Regions from separate parts of the Mus musculus genome. Here all the other regions are linked to region 1. Evidence: chromatin contacts called from public HiChIP or PLAC-seq and promoter capture Hi-C data. All regions are on one chromosome and are shown on one strand. Each heading gives the region's core, a stretch centred on a gene start, on an enhancer-like site or on the middle of the called end of the contact. The rest is flanking DNA. Distances are from core to core; before and after follow the strand shown. Region 1 holds the start of Gkap1 (G kinase anchoring protein 1). Region 2 has its middle 24 kb from the start of Gm38494. Region 3 has its middle 19 kb from the start of Gm40966. Region 4 overlaps Gm40966 (a long non-coding RNA gene).

The links. Promoter capture Hi-C pulls out the DNA fragments that hold promoters and counts their contacts. HiChIP or PLAC-seq counts read pairs in DNA pulled down with a chosen protein or histone mark.
Region 2: a promoter capture Hi-C map of trophoblast stem cells shows a contact between it and region 1, with 3 times the contacts expected there. The contact joins the enhancer-like site here to the promoter of Gkap1 in region 1. A contact is called at or near these places in 20 of 39 promoter capture datasets (the 3T3-L1 cell line, 3T3-L1-derived adipocytes, the C10 cell line and 13 more), 3 of 15 datasets of contacts at CTCF or cohesin (the G1E-ER4 cell line, large pre-B cells and pro-B cells), 11 of 484 Hi-C or Micro-C datasets (the AML12 cell line, CD4 T cells, the CH12 cell line and 8 more), 20 of 115 datasets of contacts at active chromatin or transcription factors (the 230-238 cell line, bone marrow-derived macrophages, embryonic basal ganglia and 12 more) and 4 of 9 other capture datasets (adipose tissue, embryonic stem cells, liver and 1 more).
Region 3: a contact with region 1 is called in an H3K4me3 HiChIP or PLAC-seq map of stem cell-derived neural progenitor cells, with 4 times the contacts expected there. The contact joins the enhancer-like site here to the promoter of Gkap1 in region 1. A contact is called at or near these places in 10 of 39 promoter capture datasets (the 3T3-L1 cell line, 3T3-L1-derived adipocytes, the C10 cell line and 4 more), 1 of 484 Hi-C or Micro-C datasets (the G1E-ER4 cell line), 6 of 115 datasets of contacts at active chromatin or transcription factors (embryonic stem cells, extraembryonic endoderm stem cells, large pre-B cells and 2 more) and 4 of 9 other capture datasets (adipose tissue, embryonic stem cells, liver and 1 more).
Region 4: a contact with region 1 is called in an H3K27ac HiChIP or PLAC-seq map of embryonic stem cells, with 5 times the contacts expected there. The contact joins the enhancer-like site here to the promoter of Gkap1 in region 1. A contact is called at or near these places in 8 of 39 promoter capture datasets (the C10 cell line, cranial neural crest, embryonic stem cells and 2 more), 3 of 484 Hi-C or Micro-C datasets (embryonic fibroblasts, group 2 innate lymphoid cells and reprogramming fibroblasts), 13 of 115 datasets of contacts at active chromatin or transcription factors (the 230-238 cell line, effector CD8 T cells, embryonic stem cells and 3 more) and 3 of 9 other capture datasets (adipose tissue, embryonic stem cells and liver).

What each region holds. Positions count from the first base shown.
Region 1 is chr13:58,272,220-58,276,881 of GRCm38.p6, reverse strand. Gkap1 (G kinase anchoring protein 1) reads left to right here and starts at 2,694. Exons shown (of 12, transcript NM_019832.4): 1 at 2,694-2,808. It overlaps Gm26555 (a long non-coding RNA gene), which reads right to left and starts at 2,031. Exons shown (of 8, transcript XR_873524.3): 1 at 1-2,031.
Region 2 is chr13:58,519,995-58,524,656 of GRCm38.p6, reverse strand. No RefSeq gene overlaps it. Among named protein-coding and RNA genes, the nearest start is that of Gm38494, 24 kb to the left of the region's middle. Within about 2 kb of position 2,761, at least 30 of the 459 cell types and tissues checked have an H3K27ac peak or open chromatin away from gene starts, as enhancers often do. A contact at or near this core is called in the G1E-ER4 cell line, bone marrow-derived macrophages and trophoblast stem cells, where this site is marked.
Region 3 is chr13:58,494,056-58,498,717 of GRCm38.p6, reverse strand. No RefSeq gene overlaps it. Among named protein-coding and RNA genes, the nearest start is that of Gm40966, 19 kb to the right of the region's middle. Within about 2 kb of position 2,722, at least 34 of the 459 cell types and tissues checked have an H3K27ac peak or open chromatin away from gene starts, as enhancers often do. A contact at or near this core is called in 3T3-L1-derived adipocytes, adipose tissue, extraembryonic endoderm stem cells and 1 more, where this site is marked.
Region 4 is chr13:58,469,482-58,474,143 of GRCm38.p6, reverse strand. It overlaps Gm40966 (a long non-coding RNA gene), which reads left to right. Exons shown (of 3, transcript XR_873533.2): 3 at 3,003-3,516. Among named protein-coding and RNA genes, the nearest start is that of Gm40966, 5.6 kb to the left of the region's middle. Within about 2 kb of position 2,218, at least 66 of the 459 cell types and tissues checked have an H3K27ac peak or open chromatin away from gene starts, as enhancers often do. A contact at or near this core is called in the 230-238 cell line, effector CD8 T cells, embryonic stem cells and 2 more, where this site is marked.

The DNA.
Region 1 (4,662 bases), core at 1,445-3,944:
TTAGAAGCCTTACTATATGTTCAATTTTATGTTTGCAGATGCCTGCCTGCAGGTATCTGTGCACCGCACTCATGGCCACAAGATCTGGAGCTACAGGTGTTTGTGAGCCATCATGGGGGTGCTGCGAATCAGACCCACACAGGTCCTCTGAAGAGTGGCAAATACCCTCAACCACTGAGCCATCGCTCCAACTTTACGGTACTTCTAGATGCTCCTTCCTCCCTCGGCCTTCCAGCCTACCACGCCTGAGTCCATGCAAATCCACGTTGTTCCCTTCAGAAGGGGAAGCTCTTCCTCCAGGCCCGTTGCTGGGGTGCTGCCAATTCCGGGGGATACCTGGAGGAGGTAAAGGGTCCTACCTGGCAGTGGCAGGCACAGTTCCTGCTCATCTTCTATGGGAAATAGTGCACAGGAGCATTAACCCGCGGGGGCTGAGAAAAGGAGTCTGTGTTCAGGGGCACGAGTTGTGATAAACGATTAGCTGACCTTGCTCTGGGGACACTTTGTTCTTGATCTATCAATCCACCCACTTACTTCAACATGCCCTGAGTGTGTGAGCAGGGCTAGGACTGTCTCTAGGCAACCCCGAGCCCGAAAGTAAGAGTCTCTAAAGCCCTCCTCAGTGAAAACACGGTTGTTGTGATCGTGGCAGCCAGTCACAACCCACACACGTGGTTTTCCCGCACCCTCCACGGTGTGTGGTTCTGACCCACACTCCCTGGCCCAGCTTTGACGAGACTGAAGTCCCCTGCTGTGGTGCCTTACCCAAGTGTCCCTCTCTTCCTCCCTGCCCACCCTCCCCTCCTCTGTTGACTTTCCTCATCTAGAGCTGAGCTTCCCAAAATCTGATGGGGTCACCTCTTGGAATTTCTTTGAGGTTGCAGATTCTAATGGGCAGGTGTGTGTTAGGCCCGAGATCCACACGTTTCTGACAAACTTGCTGGTGACACACATGTGGTCAACTTTGGGGTAGCAAGACTCTAATGATGATGTATTTCTAGACTGAGTCTGCCCCCTTCTCTTATAGCAATACGCTACTAAGCTGAGGAGTTTCCGATCCTTGTGTGTGTTGTTCATGCACATGCTGGGAGGGGGTGTGGTTATCATTTGTCAGGTGCTATCTTTTTGTGGAGAGTGGGAGGGTAGCTAACAAGACCGAGGGATCCACCTGTTTCTGCCCGCTAATCTTTGGGACCAGAGCTTGATATACCACGCTGGGAGCTTTTACATTTATTCTGGGGCTAGAACTCAAGCTATCGACTGAACTATTCCCCAGCACCCAGTGTACTGTCCAGGTGCAGTTCTTTCAGCTGTTTTAGAACTGCTTCAACTGCTTATGGCCACCTATTTAGCTGCCTTCAACCCCAGTCCTATGAAAACCGGTAAGTAGCTGCATCCTCCTCTTCCAAGTGTTCACGCTCCCTCTTACAAGCAACCGGGTCTCAAGACCTCATTTCTCCCTTCCCAATCAGATGTTCAAATCCTGTAGAATGCACCTCCACATCACTTCTCAATCATTTAAAATTCTTCCTGCCTTCCTTTATCTTGTCTTGCCCCATCCTCTTGGCCCCGACCCCCGGATCAATCTTTCTGTGTAGCCACCGGCCTTGGACTCACTTTCTGATCAGCTTGCCAAGTGTTGGGGGCTCATAGCCGTGTGTCCTCACCGCCCCCCCCGCCCCCCCATAGCTCATCTGTTATTACCGTCTGCCTGGTCTACACAGGACTGCCAGTTTTCAATCTCTAACATCTGCAGGAGTTACAAAGCAAAAAAAGCCTTCATTTCTTCCTTCAAACTTCTAAATCCTAAAACATCAAATATTGCCTTAAACATCAATCCTTACTCTTGGAACTCAGCCATCCCTCACCACCGCCGCCCCCCTCCCTCATTTTTCAGTCGTCTCTGCCACTTGTCAACACCTCCAATCTCATTGTGGAACGCAGCGTCCAATGGCCTCCATCCAAGGCCCCGAGGTCTCCCCGCAAAACCCCACCTCTTCCCAGGCCAAATCCAAAAGCCTCCTCCCTCGCGCTGCCCCAAAGATGCTCGCAGTCCTCGGATCCCGAGTAACATTCTCTTTTTCCACCGGGCCCTAGGGTGATCTGGCGTCTTCTGCGATTCTTTGCTTCGCTCCCCACTGTGTCCCCCACGTCTACACCCGCGGCGGTGACTCGCGCGGGACATCGCCGGGCAGCCCGCACGGCTGGGCGGTAGCGGACGGGTTTGCCGGTAAGCCGCTTAACTTTGCAAAACTAAAGCGGCCCCGGAGGTGCTCCCGCGGGAACCCAAGGCCGTCCGGCTGTTTGCATCTCGTGCAGCACCGCCCTCCCTCGCCGACTGGAGGTCCGCCTCCGCCCCCGGGCCTCCCCACAGCCTGGCGATCCCGCCGCGCGCCGCCCGCGGCGGCCTAAGCCTCCTCCCGGAAGGCCTCCCACCTTCCCGGCTCCGCGACCCCGAGGACCGCGGAGCCGCCGCCTACGCGAGCCGTTTGGACCCTGCGCGGCCCCCGTAGCGCGGCTCCTCCAGCAGGTGGTTCTGGTCCTCCGCAGTCCGTCCCCCGCGGACCTCTCCTCGGCGTCAGCGTCCGCCGCGCTGCGACCCTCGGCAAAGAAGTCCCGCGCGCCGGCCGGCCACGGCGGGCGCCAGGCTTGCGGGTCCGCCCCGCCCCGCCCCGCCCCGCCCTCCGCGCGCCGCCGCCCTCCGCGGGCCCGTTACTGCGGACGCCCCGCGGCCCGCGCCCAACGCCCGGGGGTAGCGCGGGAGCGGCGGGGAGACGGGAGCGGCCGCACCGCGGCGAGGGAGGCCCGGTGAGTCTACGGAGCCTCGCAGCTCGTGGCTGAGGGGACGCGGCCGAGTGCGGCCTGAGGCGGGGAGCGGAGCGGAGCGGAGCCGAGCGGGGCTGAGCCGAGCGGGGCCGGGCGGCGGGAGGGCCGCGGAGGCTGCGGGGGAGTGCGGGCCGCAGGCCTGGTCCGCCGCGGCCGGCCGCGGGAGTGACAGCAGGTGCGGCCGCCCGTTCGGGGCTCCCCGGGGCGCCCACCCGACGCCGGTGTCGCTTGCAGGCTTGGACACCGCGTCTCGGCAGCGGCTGGGGCTCGCCCAGCCCGCCGCGCTCTTTCTCCGGGTACTTCGCGAACAAGTTTTGGAGCACCCGGAACTGCTCGTGCGTGAGATTTGGCTTCGGTTCCCGAAGGAGGAGAGAGGGGCTGCTCGCCGCTCGCCTTCCCTCCCTCCCTCCCAGCAGCCCGAGGTAGATGCGCAGGCTCTCGCACAAGCCCCTGCTGTCGGGGCTTCCAGCAGCTATGCGCGGCGGCGGCGGTGGCAGCGGTAGGGTGCCAGCCTCGGGGTGTCTGTAAACGCGGAGCAGTCGGGGCAAAAGTTTATCCCATTGTCTGCCCCGCTCCCTCCACTGGCGACATTTCTCAAGGGATGTCGGTGGAGAGTTCTAGCGAGAGGCAGAGGCGCTGGAAAAACACAAGCATTGTTCTTCAGCCTCGTCTGTTTATGTGAAGGCGCTTGCGCCCGCCTGTCACGGGAATGAAGTTAAGCTGTAGCTCCAGAAATACTGGAGAAACTGCCGAAAGATGGTAATGCTGTATTGAGAATCTTCCTAGAAAGCCTGGGGTTTCCCTACACTAGCTTATGCCACTAAAATCGGTTAGTCTAAGCCTCTTTAATGTGATTTTTCACTAAAGATCGAAATACACCTGTTTAATATTAACCCTAGGGGCTTCTAGCAATCACTCTAGAGCGAGAACCTACACGTGGATCAGAGGGACGTTGTGTGCAAGTGAAAATCACCTTTGCACTTCATGACTGAATTCCTTAGTACATGTCTGCAGTTTGCTTTTTGTTTTTGTTTCTAAGAGTTCACAACCCACAGAAGTTGAGAGCTTCGGATTAGAAAAGGAAGGCTGCACCTAACCAGTGTGTGTGTTGCGGGGGGGGGGGGGGTGGGGGGGGGTGGTGGAGCTCCGGGTATGCCTTTAAGTTTATGTCATTTTCGATAAGTGTGTTGGAAGCAAAAGTTTCAGGACCGTTGGTCCTCGATCCCTGTAACCTTAAGTTCTAAGAAGTCAAAATGACAGTCAAGCAGCCAAGAAGATGAGGGAGACCAGGCCATTCCTTTTCCTCTCATTTTGTAATTCGTAGGGACAGTGCTTGGCATCAAACCCAGGGCCTCTTGGAGTCGCAAGTCCTCAGTCTGTTGTGTTTGATCTGTTAGAGTCCACCAAGGCCTCTCTAGCTGCACGAACTGGTGTACACCTGTATTCCCAAGACTCAGGAGCCTGGGACAGGAGGATTGAGAGTTTGGTTCCAGTGCAGGCTACATGGTGAGAGAGCTGCCCTCTCAAAGCATATGGCCATATTAACTGATGACATTGACATTGCATAGTTCCGTTTTGGATCAAGCTAGGTGGTTGATAGTGTTGATCGACACAGTCACTACTGTTCATTTTTTAAAGGGCTGAAATTATGTACTTAAGTTCCCCCAGGCTCAATTCTTTCCCGACACTGATGTCATAGAAGAAGGTGCTCATGATGGCAGTGGCCCTTCATAGAGACCAAGGCCTCAAGAAAACAGGTCATTCATTTATAAATCTTGCTAGGCGTAGCTTGGCCTGTTCCTTAGTAGCAACAGTTTATCTCACACCCTCACCTTT
Region 2 (4,662 bases), core at 1,512-4,011, 250 kb before region 1:
AGGGCTAGAGATGTGAAGGTTGGGACATCAGGTACTTATGATGCTTCTCCGAGTCCTAGGTCTGACCATCCTGCTCTCCTGCCTCCCTATCAGAAGGTCAGCTGGGCATCAGGGAGCTTGGCCCTGACGGACCCTCCTCTTTGCAACATCATGGCTGGATCCTAACCTCCTGCCCCAGAACTTAGATAAGGAAAATAATTGTGAAACAAAGATAGCAGAAGACCCTTGAGAGGAGGTTTATTTCGGCTTATTGGTCCAGGTCACAATTCATCACTGAGAAACTCCAGCCAGAAAGTGAACCAGAGGCCATGGAGGAATGTGGCTTATTGGCAGCTCCACACACACACACACACACACAGCCCAGTCTGATGGAGGTGTTCATTAGTTGATGGTCCCCTCTTCCCAGGTGGCATTAGCTCAGGTCGAGTTGACAAAAGCACAGACCAGACCAGACTAGCTCACCAGCACAGAGCAACCTCATCCGAGTGCCTGAGTCTTTGTCTTCTGTTTTGTGCTATCTGAGAGCAGAGATGGAACACTCAGGTCTCAGACTGGAAGCACCTTGATTAGTGACTGGAGACTAAGAAAGGCTGCTAAATCTCTCTCTTCTCTGTTTAGTACCACTGAGGAGTTAAACAGCCATATCCCTCCCAGTAGGTCGCTAGGTCGTACAGGATAGACTCTGTGTCCCTCAGGCTGGGAATGTGTTGTGCTTCTCACCCTTCACTAATGTGCCAACGAGGAATAGAGCAAGCTTATCACTGTTTGTTAAGTTTGTCTCATTAACACATGCACGGGGTGGGGGTGGGAGGACTAAGGAAAGACCGAGATAGGACAACCGCCCATAAGCTCCCAGGAAAAGACTACTGTGCGTGCAGGATCAGAAATATTGTGCATTTCAACACAAACGTACCCAATAATGGAGCTTTTTTAACTTTCTGAAACTCACGTTCATCAGGGTTCCCACTCCATAGGGCAGTGGTGACTGAGGTTAGATCTGGGCTAAATCTCTCTTATGTCTACTGCCGCCCAGCATAGACACAAACCCCGATCCTCCCCACTCAGGCCCTCTGATCTTCTTTCTCCTCTGCAAAGAGCTCCCAACCCCTCTGAGGCTGAGCTCCTCACCCCTCACCCTCTCGTGCACTCTCGACTCTCACCTGACTTTAACGTTGGGAAGCAGGGTAGAGCTGATAAGAGGCGAATTTACCAAGATGTCCATCAAAAGCACGTGCCGGGTGTCCTGGCCCCTGCCACAGCCCACCCCTTTTCATTGCGAATCAGTTGGCAGCACGTGTGCAGGTCTCAGGTTTCTGGTAGAGGGCTCCCTTCTCCGACAGAGCTTTCCTGCCCAGGGTGTTAAGGAACTGCTCATGTGGCCCGCCCCCTTAGGAAAATCCTCCCTGCTTCTTTCGTCTTACTCCTTCTAACTCTGCCCTTCACCCTGGCGCTGACACCATCTCTCCATCTCCCTCCTAAATAGCCCCTTGCCGGGGTTTGCAGCTCTCTCGCTTGTCTGTATGCATCCTGCCTGGGTCCACAGCTCACCAGTGCTTTCTGAGCAAGCCTCGGGCTTCTCCACGCCCTTCTTGATGGCACCTCCCCAGTGATGTTTCCTCCAATTCCAAGTGGAGGGGGCCAATCTGAGGAGGCCCAGCTGACATCTTAGGCTCCCAGGATCACCTGACTTTGCACTAGTATTTTTTCCATGTCACAGTCACTTGGAGGCCAGGGTCAGTGCGGCAGCTCCTAAGTGTGCTGCCCACCTCTGGGTACCACACAAGCTTAGAAACTGCCTGAGGGACCCACGGCAGCAGGTCAGTCATAAATACCTCAGTCTGTGGCTGCCCTCGGGGGTGTAGTATGCAGACAGTCACACAGCCGCGGACCAGAGAAAAGTCCTTTGCAGTTTTGAGTCTAGTTGGGGATGTTTTATGAGTCACAGAGACGGAGATGGACAGACCCTCTTGGGAGTTGTACACTCGGAGACAATAGCGGTTTCCTCTAGGACTTCCGAAACTCAAAAGCAGTCCCCAATGCTAGCAAGATTGTCACAGAAACAGAAGCTCTGCTTACCAGCAATCATGGACAAACTACTTCTGTCTCCAGCTGTGATACCAGAGGCATAGACTGACCCCATGCTCACCTGACTTGTCTCAACTGTCACAACATCTGGGGAGTGGTGTGAGTAAAGTAACTATCTTCTACCAGTGTGGTCAGCCCTGCCTTTGAAAGGTTCCCTCTTCTGCTCCCACCCTGCCTTGGAACACCAATAGTGACGATCTCTACCAATCTGATGAGGATGTTGGCTTCTGGGAGATGCTCCCTCCCCGTCCACACACTCTGCAAGACAAGGAAATCACTATGGGCAGTGGGGTGTTAGCCATGTCAACTAATCAGACCAATGTCATCCCTCAGAAACTTCTCAGAGACTGTTGGAAGCTACACACACACACACACACACAAACAAGACCCCAAAGGCATAGGAAAACTACAAGTGCCGGTAAGTTCAGAGGCAACATCTCCCCCCCACCCCTACCCCCGACACACACACAAACTTTAAAAAAAAAAAAAAACATTCAAGACCCAGGATCGTTTTTTAAATCCTGACTTAGTCACGCTCATTATACCTTGGCATTCAAACCTGCCAAGTTTATAAACCATGTGCTTCATTTCCCAGCCAACACACATCAGTCAGTATTTGAATAACACTTTCAGAGTAGATATGTGCTCATAACCACAAACTACCAGGTAACGAACTGACAAATCCTCTCTTTTATCTTCTAAACACATACTGTTCTCTGTGCTCCAAGTGGAGAAATAGCTGGTCAGTGTAATGGTGCAGAAGCCCATAGGCGAAAGATAAGCATGGGCTGGAGAGATGGCTCAGTGGTTAAAAGCATTGGCTGCTCTTCCAGAGGACCAATCACCATTCCAATTCCCATCACCCACATGATAGGTCACAACCATCTGCAACTCCAATTCCAGGGGATCCGACACCCTCACACACACATGTTGATAAAACACATATAAAAATTATAAGATAATCTGTGGTAGGTTGGTGGAGGGAAAGAGCCTAGGGAGAACACGGTGACAACCATGACCTTCAAAATTCACCTCTATACATAGATGCTTTCAATTACTGCACTCTACCTGTTAAGGATGCTCCCCCGTGCATGGGCAGCAACTGCCAGCAGGCGTCCATCCAGCTTCAACGGCGCCTTAGAAACTCTTTCGGTTTTGGTTTTTGGAGGTTTTTAGAGGGTTTGGGTTTTGGTTTTGTTGTAGATGTTTTATTTTGTTTTGGTGTTTGTTTGCTTGTTTAATTTTTTTATAAACAAGGTTTCTCTGTGTAGCCCTGACTGTCCTGGAACTCACTTGTAGACCAGGCTGCCTCAGACAGAGCTCTTACAGTAGTGACTTCACAGGGTCCCACTTGTCTTGTCAGCGAGGAGAGCAGGACAGAGCCACCAAGAGGGAGGAGATAGAAGAAGAGGAAGGAAAAGGAACAGAGTGAGCAAGACTGGGTGATGGGAGAAAAAGCACCAGGCACCTCCTCCCCCTCCCCCGCTCCTAGGAGAAGCTACAGTGCATACCATTCACTCAGGATCTGCCCTCTCCTTGAAGCATTTTGAGCCCCACTGAACATGAAGCCATCCCGCCTGCTGATGACAGCAGAACTGGCTGCTGCTGGATTCATTTAACACAGCCACCTAGAATCACAGTCCAGCCTGCGAAAAAAGAAATTCATTCTTTATTAAAAGCCAGCCTGACCTTTGGAAATCCTTATTTCTGGAAGAGTGAACTGACTTGCTATGACTAATGACTCCTAATAAGCTTCAAAGCCACAGGACCAGCGGGCACACGTGCAAGAAGATCTAACTGTCTCTGATAAAGATGCCACACAAACCATGTCACATCCTCCTAAGCCAGAGATACTGATGAACAAGCGGGAGTGGACACCATGGCTGACTTCAGAGATGTCCCCCACCCCAGCAGGGACAATGGGTAACAGAGACTACAGGGAAGATTGCACAAGGCAAGGTGTTGAGTGAGATGGGAGATGGGCTAGCAAAGGGCTGGCAGCAAGCCTGAGGTAGGCAGCTTTAAATAGTTCCAAGGATCTATACCCACTTTGGCAGACAGACAGACGAGCCCCACCTTCACCTGAGAAAAGCTAGAAATGGAGCAAGTCTTAAAAGTATAGCTTTCTTTCTTTCTTTCTTTACATCTTTCTAAACTATTTTAAAGTGTGTATGTCAGTGGCAACAGAGTACATGAGTGTGTGTGTGTGCGTGTATGTGTATGTGTGTATATGTGTGTGTGGGGGAGGCTGGGAGGGAAAGAGTCGGAGCATGCACACTGCGGGAACATGGGGTTTGGGGTGGGGTGGGGTGGGGTAGCCGGAGCATGCGCACTGTGGGAAGGCATGAGACATGATGAGGTCACTTCCGGCACACTGTGGCCATCCCTCAAGAGACCATATCAGGTTAGCATGACTTGGCGCTTCTCCTCGGCTATCTACCCAAGAGAAATGAAACCATGTCTACACAAAGACTCACACAGCACTGTTTATAGCCGAAGCCAAAAAGTGTAAGCATACACACTCCCAGTAACTCTAACATGAACGAGGAAAATATGGAGTGTCCGTATCATAGAATA
Region 3 (4,662 bases), core at 1,473-3,972, 220 kb before region 1:
ATTTCCTCAAGGGAGGCTCCTTTCTCTGTGATAACTCTAGTTTGTGTCAAGTTGACACACAAACCCAGCCAGCACAGAGCCTGAGAGCCCCACCCAGTAACTACCCTTTCTTCATAGTCTGACCACTCTCATGGATAGATAGAGTTCTCTCCCTCATCCTGCTAGCCTGCTGTACTCAGTGAGGCAAGCCAGCTCCTGCCATCTGAGACACACCGCCCCCAATAGGAAGTCACAGACCCGAATGGTTAGAGACCATCAGGAGAGAAGAATCTCCACACTGGTACCCTCAGGACACCAGACACATCCGCCACACCTGTCACACTGTCACTAGAATGTATGTGGCACTTTAGGACATGCTACCGAGGTGACCAGAAGAGAATGCTCTGTTGCATAAAAGGATTTTTCGGTCAGGTGGGCTCGACATCTACCTACATAGCATACTTTTTGAAATGTCAGGAGAGGTTTCTCCCCAGAGATCTCCTGATGTGGCTTCCTATCCCTCTGGAAGGTTCAACTCCTTCATGGGCTGCTCGAGCTGACAGGTCCTTTCTGAAAGCTGAGCATAAAGAGTTACAGCGACAACCGGGAGTTTCTAAGCATCAGCTTAGCGGAGGAGGCAAAGCCAGGAGCCTTCATCTTTCATCGCACGCACCATGGGCAAAGCTAAGACTGTCTGTCCTACTTGGCTACATTCCCAGGGTAAGCTCGGGCCATGGCACAGAACAGTGTGTAGCGAACACTCACAGGGCTGATTAGAAAGTAAAGCAAACAACAGGCAGGGGTGATGGAGAGAGATCGAGAGGCAGAGAATTAAGAACAGGTTTTAAGAACAGCTTCCGATTGTATGCCGGGGTGGCGAGGGGTGTTGAGGGAGGGAATGAAGGGATTCTTGCTTTCTCCCTAAGAAGGTTTGCATCAGTGGCTGAGTGGGGTGATGGCTCAGTGAGTGAAGGCACCTGTCACCAGACCTTAGGACCTGAAGTATTCCAGGGGACCCACGTGTTGAAAGAACTGATAACCTGCACTTGTGCACCATGGCACCCTCATACGAACACACACGCACACACAGGCACTAAATATGTATTTTTTTTTAAAGAGAGCTTGCCTATCTCAGGTTGTGGAGAGAGCTCCGTGGGTAGAAGAATCTTCCACAGAAGGTAAGGACCGGATCTGAGTGCCCAGACTCCATGTAACACATCTAGAGTACGTGGCCAGCACTCATACAGGGAGATAGGAGGCAGAGACAGGACGCGCACGAGTCAACCGGCCTGGGATCTATCACAGAGAAAAATGGAAGGTAAGGACCAATACCCAACACAGAGGATGTCCCCTGACCTCCACAGCCATGACATGCACATGCATGCATGAACACATTCCTATGTCTGTGCGCGCACACACACTCGCACACAAACACTATACAGAAAAGATAATTATCTTTCCAAAGCTCTTTGGCTTGAGAGGCAGAGGCAGGCGGATTTCTGAGTTTGAGGCCAGCCTGGTCTACAGAGTGAGTTCAGGACAACCAGGGCTACAAAGAGAAACCCTGCCTCAAAAACAAAAACAAACAAACAAAAAAGCCAACAGCAACAAAAAGCTCTTTGAAGAAAAAGAACAGGAATAAGTTATTTGGGGGATAAGACGCACAGAGCTTTGTAAGCAGCAGAATATGTGGTGTATGGAGTGCCCTGACTGTGACTTCTGTATCGGGGTCTTGACTTACAAAGCACTACATCTTTATGAACTCAGAGAGTGCTCTAGGTGGTGGAGACTGTGGCAGACTCCACTCAGATGCTAACCGTGCTCTATGAACGCTGAGCACTTAGTGCAGAACAGAACAGGGAGGGCTGTGCCGTGCAGGAGCAGTCTAAACAGACTCCGAACCAGAATCCACTCTTGGGGGCCTCAGATGTAACAGTGAGATCCCCGTGAGACGCGGCCACAGTCAGTTAATCCCCATCAGTGGATCCTCCATACTGAGGGGGCAGAGATGACAATGACAGGTTCACAAGAACTTTGTCATCTTATTGTCACAGCAAGGCATGGACACCGTACACACCATAGGATATAAATTCAGAGAAAGACACTGCGTTCCGGTGCTGCTGTCCTGGGAAGACTCCATGTGGGAGGGGGGAATTCATCGCTAGACAATGTCAGGCATGCAGATCTATGAGAGAGAACGAGGCCTGAGTGGGTGGATTTGTGAGTGGAATTCAGTGAGCGTGTAAAAACTATGCAAGAAGCTTGCTTCTACTAGGCACACTGGTGGACACCTTCGAACCCAGCCCTGGGAGGCAGAGCTCTGTGAGTTCCAGACTAGCCTGGTCTGCACCATAAATTCTAGGCCAGCCAAGACATAGTGAGGACCTGTTTCAAACAAAGTGAACAGAAGAAAAAAGAAAAAGAAAAAGTAAAGAAGACTCTGTTGGTTTTGATTGTGAAAGTCCCAGAAAAGCTCTGAGACTCCTCCTTCATCCCTCAGTGGCTCGGGGGTGAGAGACCAGGACTGCCATGGTTGCGTTTCCACGAATACATACGTGAAGACACACATCCCTAAGCTCCCCCTCGCAAGGCCCCCCACTGTCCACTGCCTTCCCTCCCCGTCTGCCTGGATCCAGAGTGGAGAATATGTTTCCCTCCAAGAACCTGCTTGGCTTACCCTCAAGAATACACTGCTGATGGGGGCCAGGTGTTAGGAGCAGCCTCCTCGGAGCCATGCAGGCCACAGGGCCGGCTGGCAGGCGTGCCAGCTCTCAACAAGGCCCTGTTGTACTCTAGTCTGTCACTCACTGAATCTACAGATACAACACAGTTAAGATGAAAACACACACACACACACACACACAATGAATGGGTAATTTCACAGACACTTCAGCGCCCCAAGTGCTTGAGATAGTGTAGTGGAGATAGTGTAGTGGAGATAGTGTAGTGGAGATAGTGTAGCCAGATTCTTCACGTTCCTGGGCTATGGGACAGACTACACACGATGGCTCCCGTTCACCAGCGAGAACCTAACGGGCCACCTCCTCAGACCCACCAGTAACAAACTTGTCCTGGACAATGGCTATTACTGGAGCTGAGCACCCTGATGCAATCTGATGCTAATTTCAACATTGCTCAGCCCAGGCAGCTGCACCTCTGTGGGTTACAAAAGCTCAGAGAAATCCGTAAAGTCGAATTTATACAGAAACAACAGACTTTCCAGCCAGAGGCGGTGGCATATGCCTAGAATATCAACACTCTGGGGGCTGGGGTAGGAGGACTGTGAGTTCAGGGTTTGCCTGGGATTCACAGGGGACCCTGTCTTGGCAAAAGAAGAAGAGGGGGTGGGGGGAGGGAAGGAGGTGAGAGGAAAGGGAGGAAGAGGAGAGGGAGAAGGTAATAATGGAGAAGAAGGAGGAGGAGGGGAAGGAGGAAAGGGAGGAAGACAGGGCAAACAAAACCTACACACTATAAATACCATATAGCCAGCATCATAGGGTGGCCATAGCCAACTAGCCTTTCTTCAAGCACTGTTCACCCTGTTTGGCAAATTAATCACCTAAAAGAGAAAGAGAGAGAGAGAGAGAGATGTGACCAACCTTCCTCCTTCCCTCTTTCAACATTCAAGGCATTCAAATAACTAGGAAAGAAATTTCTGGAAAATTCTTTGCAAATTATAGAAACAAGAGCCCAGAAAACATACTTAATAGCAGAACTTATTCTAGGGCCAAGTGGGAGCAGCTTTTCAGCTCAGAGGTCACTTGCTAAAAATAGCCTCAAATTTAGCACTCTGACATCATCTCCCAGCGAGGCTGATGGACATTTAGACAAAGGCAGGCTGACAGGGCCGGGGGTGGGGGTGGGGGAGGGAGGCCATCGTACAATTTTAAAGCTGTTCCATTTCTGGGCTGTGTCACCTATCGTGGATTAATATTATAAAGACTTCTCATGAATTAAAAACTAAATGACCTCATAATATGTTTGCGTGAAATCATTACACAGTTAAGTACAAGCTACACAGCTCTACACGTACACTTATGATATATGCTTTTAAGTCATCAGCCCTTTGCTGTCTTTCTCTCTCTTCTTTTTTTTTTTTTTTTGGTTTTTCGAGACAGGGTTTCTCTGTGTAGCCCTGGCTGTCCTGGAACTCACTCTGTAGACCAGGCTGGTCTCGAACTCAGAAATCTGCCAGCCTCTGCCTCCCGAGTGCTGGGATTAAAGGCGTGCGCCACCACGCCCGGCTCTCTATTTTTTAATATACCTGTGTCTGAAAAATTTGGGCGCTGGGGAGAAGCCTCAGTAAATGAGCAGTTGTTATGCAAGCATAAGAACCGAAGTTCAAATCCCAAATCCGCAGGACGCAGGTAAGAAGCCAGACATGCCCACATTTGTGTCTCCAAAATTTAAAACCAAACCAAAACAAAAAAAAATGTCTCAAAATATTAGAAGTATCCTTGGCTTCACAAATCTTTTTTTAAAAAAGCCAAATCCTTCGTAGTGACAGCCCGAGGAGCTGTGTCCTCCAGGTTCTGGGCACCGCTGAGAACGCCCCTGGAGACTAGGGAGACAGGTGGCTGGCTGGGAGGTCTTCCTCCCAGTGAGACTCGCTCTAAAGTACTTTATTCTTGGGACCATTAATGTGCCCCAGTGGTATTTCAAAGGCATCCCTGAACTGTCAGA
Region 4 (4,662 bases), core at 969-3,468, 200 kb before region 1:
GACTGTATCCTCCAGTCCTTCCTCGAGGCTATGTGCAATCAGGGTGGAATGGCATACAATGCTTAGGGGAAGTAGCTAGAGGTTCAGGTCAGGGTCCATGACCTTCTAGAACCCTCCTTCAAGGAGGGAAGGTCAACAGACAGCTGTCCCAGCTGGGATGACATTTTGCCAGTAGGCCCAGCTACACTTAAGGAGATGGTGACAGTTTGGCCCAGAAGATAGTCATTACTGTAACAGTGGCCATTCATGATTCTCTTGGGAAATTCCATTTCTAATCTTTTTTTTTTTTCTGAAAAATTTATTTATTTATTTTATGTATGTAAATACACTGTAGCTATACAGATGGTTGTGAGACTTCATGTGGTAGTTGGGAATTAAATTTTAGTTGACCTCGCTCCAGTCAACTCTGCTCACTCAGGCCCCAAAATTTATTTATTATTATATATAAGTACACTGTAGCTGACTTCAGACGCACCAGAAGAGGGCGTCAGATCTCACTATGGGTAGTTGTAAGCCACCATGTGGTTGCTGGGATTTGAACTCAGGACCTTTGGAAGAGCAGTCAGTACTCTTACCTGCTGAGCCATCTCACCAGCCCCACCATTTCTAATCCTTTCTCTGTGTCTCTAATGCATGATTTTTACTTTTGCTATAGATTGTGGGGAATGTTTAACACATTAACATTCCTTGCTTAGCCACACTTCCAATCCTGTGCTCACAACTCGTGACCTGCCTTTCCTTTATTAATGATTCTTTTCACTTAGTGGGCTTTTAAATTCTTGATGGCATCCAATATATCAATGTCTCGGGTTCTCTAGAGAAATAGAAGCAATGGGATGAATATATACACAGTCAAAGGGGATTTATTAAATGGACCTATATGATATGATCCAGGTAGTCCATCCATGGCTGCCTCACACCTGGGAGCTGGGACCTCTCCCTCTGCTGCTCTGTAAGGGTGTGGATGGCCTCAAGGCCCACTCAGATCATCTCCCCCATCAAAATCCTAACTTGTCACACCTGTAAGTCCCTTACTTCTTAGAGGACAACCTACGGTTCAGGCATTAGACCAACCAATGTGGACGGGAGAAGGGTCCTTTCTTAGCCTTCTGTACTACGTGTGAATTAAATCTCAACAAAGCCTCTTTCCCAATTGGAAAAAAAATGTAAATAAATAAAAATATACACAAAACATATTTGTGTTATAAACTTTCAAGAGACAGTGAAAGATGGCAAATGATTTGCCTATAAATTTTGCTATCTTGATTTGAATAAACCAACAACAAAAGGACATTTTGGAGACAAAGAAAGCCGACATGGGCTGGGTTTGTAAATAACCCTGAGAACTTATTTTTGAGGTAGGAGTACAGAGGGTAGGGTGTTTAGATCCTCTTGGCTAGAATGTCTGCAGGACCTGCTGTCTGTGGTAGCCTTCAGATTCTGGCAAAGGAGGGAGATCATGCTGAATAGGGTCTGGAAGTGAGCCAGCGGTGTGCCAGCGGTGAGCCAGTGGTGAGCCAGCGGGCACAGGCAGGACTGGCCAGGCTGGAGAAGGTTCATCTCTTCATTCTTATAGATTTGAACTTTGTGTGTGTGTGTGTGTGTGTGTGTGTGCGCGCGCGCGCGCGCGCGCGTGCATATGAGCAAATACATTACATTTATGGAAACAAGTTTAATTTTCTGAATTCTGAAAAACATTTATATGTTAGCTTTAAGAAAATACAAGATCTTCCCTGATATTTTCATAACACAATTCTAACATTTAAAAAGTTTTTTTTAAAGGACTTTTAGAAATGCACTCAGTTTCCCTCTGGTCTTACCCCAAATCTCTTCAATTAACGCCATTTTCTGTATGCATGACATAGCGGGGTGGTGAGGCTTTTCCCTAAAGAAATTGATTTTTCCCCCCAAAGAGTAGATAAATAAGGGCTTTCAAATGTCTCATTTCCAAAAGTACTCCGGGCTCTCGCTCTCTCTTCAGCATTTTTTAAAGCGCTTTTAGAAAGCGCAATCTTGAGATTGAATCAGCCGCTGCACCTGCAGCCCCGGCTTCAAGTGCCCCACTGTTTAGGAAGAAGCCCCGCACACTTGCCCTTTGTATCGCTTTTGTTTCCAAAAGAAAAAGTCAAATCTACCGCAGTCTTCCTCTAAACGGAAAATAAAAGGCTTGAGGGCAGCCACAGAACAGGGCAGGGCGGAAGGGGACCTTTGGCGGAGCAGACACCGGCGGTTAGCATCTATGGCTGCGGTCAGGCAAGAACTTGGCTGTGAGCGCCTGAAGAGGAGTTGTCTGAACCCGAAGAAGGTTCGCGGGCTGGGGTGTGCAGCTCTTTCGCAGCCAAGGATTCACAACGTCCTTCCAAATCCCCAGACCTACCCCACAAGTGGAAGAGTTGCTTATTTTGAATTTGGTCTGACTCTTTTGTTATCTATTGAGGTTGTAAAGACTTGTAAATGTACACATTTTCAAAGAGCCCGGGGAGGTGTCTACGAAACAAGGCTTTCTGAGTCTCAAACCTAGTGCTCCCCCACACAGAAACAGACGCCCGTGGCGCTTTCTTTTTATATCTTTTGGTAGTTTTGGTTCGTTTGGTTTCATTTTTTTTTTAATTGTGTATGCGTGTGAGTGTGGACATGTCAAGTCCCCTGGTGCTCATGTGGAGGTCAGAGCACACCTTCCAGCTATTAGTTGACTTTGAGTATCACTATAGTTATCTTGTCTTCTTTTTTTTCTTATGTTATAGATTATCATTTTATTTAAGAGAAAATTCAAGATTCAACCCACTTAAAAAGAAACAAACAAACAAAAAAAAATTCGCCCGCTTGTAGAAAGACTCCTGGCATCACCACTGGCCTTTAGGATACCAATGCAATACATTCCAGAGACTAGCCTTTTTTTTTTTTTTTTTTTTTTTTCCTGTAAGTGTCTTAGCTCCACATTGTGAACATTAGAGAAGATCAACAATCCAGACTTAAATCGAATAGCTTTGCTTGCATTGCAGATGCTGCGTCCCTTCTTCAGTGGCTTGGCAATCAGCGGCCGGGTACTGCTCTGAAGAATTCAATCAAATTGGCATTGAAGACCTGTCAGTCATCACCATTAGGAACGCGGAAGCTGCAAAAGTGGAGCTGGGGGAGGGGGGGGGGGCCGGCTGGCTGTCAGTGTAGCTTTCTCAAATTAGCCTAAGCTTCTTCAGTGCTACCTTTTCTGGGCCACACAACTTTCTTCGTGGCTTTCAGGGTCAATCTCTAGTGACCCACTTTCTCCTCCGAGGTGGTGCCTCCTCAAAGTTCCTCAGCGTTCTGAAACCACCAGGTGGGAAATGCAGTTCAGAGGTTTATAAAGTCCGCTGTGGGCATGGCGGAAAGCATGGCAGGACTCCGACAGTCGTGGTGCTGAGGAGCCAGCTGAGAGTTCTACATCTGGATCCACAGGCAGCAGGAAGAGAGCACCTCTTTGTGTTTATTCAAGTGTTAAGTCTATGTATTTCCCAATACAGATATAAACTACTTGTTTTTAAAGATTTGTTTATTTCCTGTATGTGAGTACACTGTAGCTGTCTTCAGATACACCAGAAGAGAGTGTCAGATCACACTGCAGATGGTTGTAAGCCACCATGTGGTTGCTGGGAATTGAACTCAGGACCTATGGAAGAGCAGTCAGTGCTCTTAACCACTAAGCCATCTCTCTATCGCTATTTTACTTTTTCTAAGTGATTCACGCAGGTGAACATTTGAGCTACCTCCAGAGTTGTGCAATTCCCAGTCAAAGCTATACTAAACTTGCACTCTCAAACTTTCCTTGAAAAGACATCTCACCAGGCTGCCTGCCATACCAATTTTAAAAAAAGGGGGAGGGGGTGCGCACGACACACATGGGAACAACCAAAAACACTCAAGAACACTCAGAAAAGGTAACACCAAGTCACTGGCACCCTGCAGACAGAAGCCTCCCCTCCCGTCCCTCTCACCCCCACCTCCCCACACACCAGCAGCAGCAGCGGCAGCAGCCCCGAATCAATGCTGTGAAGAAGATTCGAGATGCAGGGCTAGCGTGATGCTCCCAGCCTGACAAAAGGCTTTGTTTTAGAAACCTCCCAGGCTGCAGAGAAAAGCATTTTATCTGGGATCTTTCCTTTTCACCTCTGACCTCTGAACCAGCCTGAAAGCCCGGCTGGTTCTGCGCATGCTTCTCACTTCAAGAGGCCCCGCCCTTGTTTCCCAACAGACCATCCCAAGAGCTGCAGGGCAGAGAGTGCAGGTCAAGGGGCCTCAGTAGAAACCAAACCTCCAGGGACAGATGTCAGGAAAGAAACTGCTAAAGCTTCCTCCAGGCCACAGGGCCCAGGAGCCAAGAGACTCCTCACAGTCAGAGGGCTGGTTAATTCATTTGGGCAGATTTGGGGTAAGCAGGTTTAAATTAATAATATATCTGGGTGATGGGCTCTTTTGAGACTATGAAATGTGATCCAGTGAGAGCTGGCCCTAAGAAACTGTGTTTGAGGACTGGAGAGATGGCTCAGCGGTTAAGAGCACTGACTGCTTTTTCAGAGCCCTGAGTTCACTTCCCAGCACCCACCTCACAACCATCTGTAATGGGATCCGATGCCATCTTCTGGGTGTGTATGAAGACAAAGTATGTAAAATACAAAGTATGTAAAA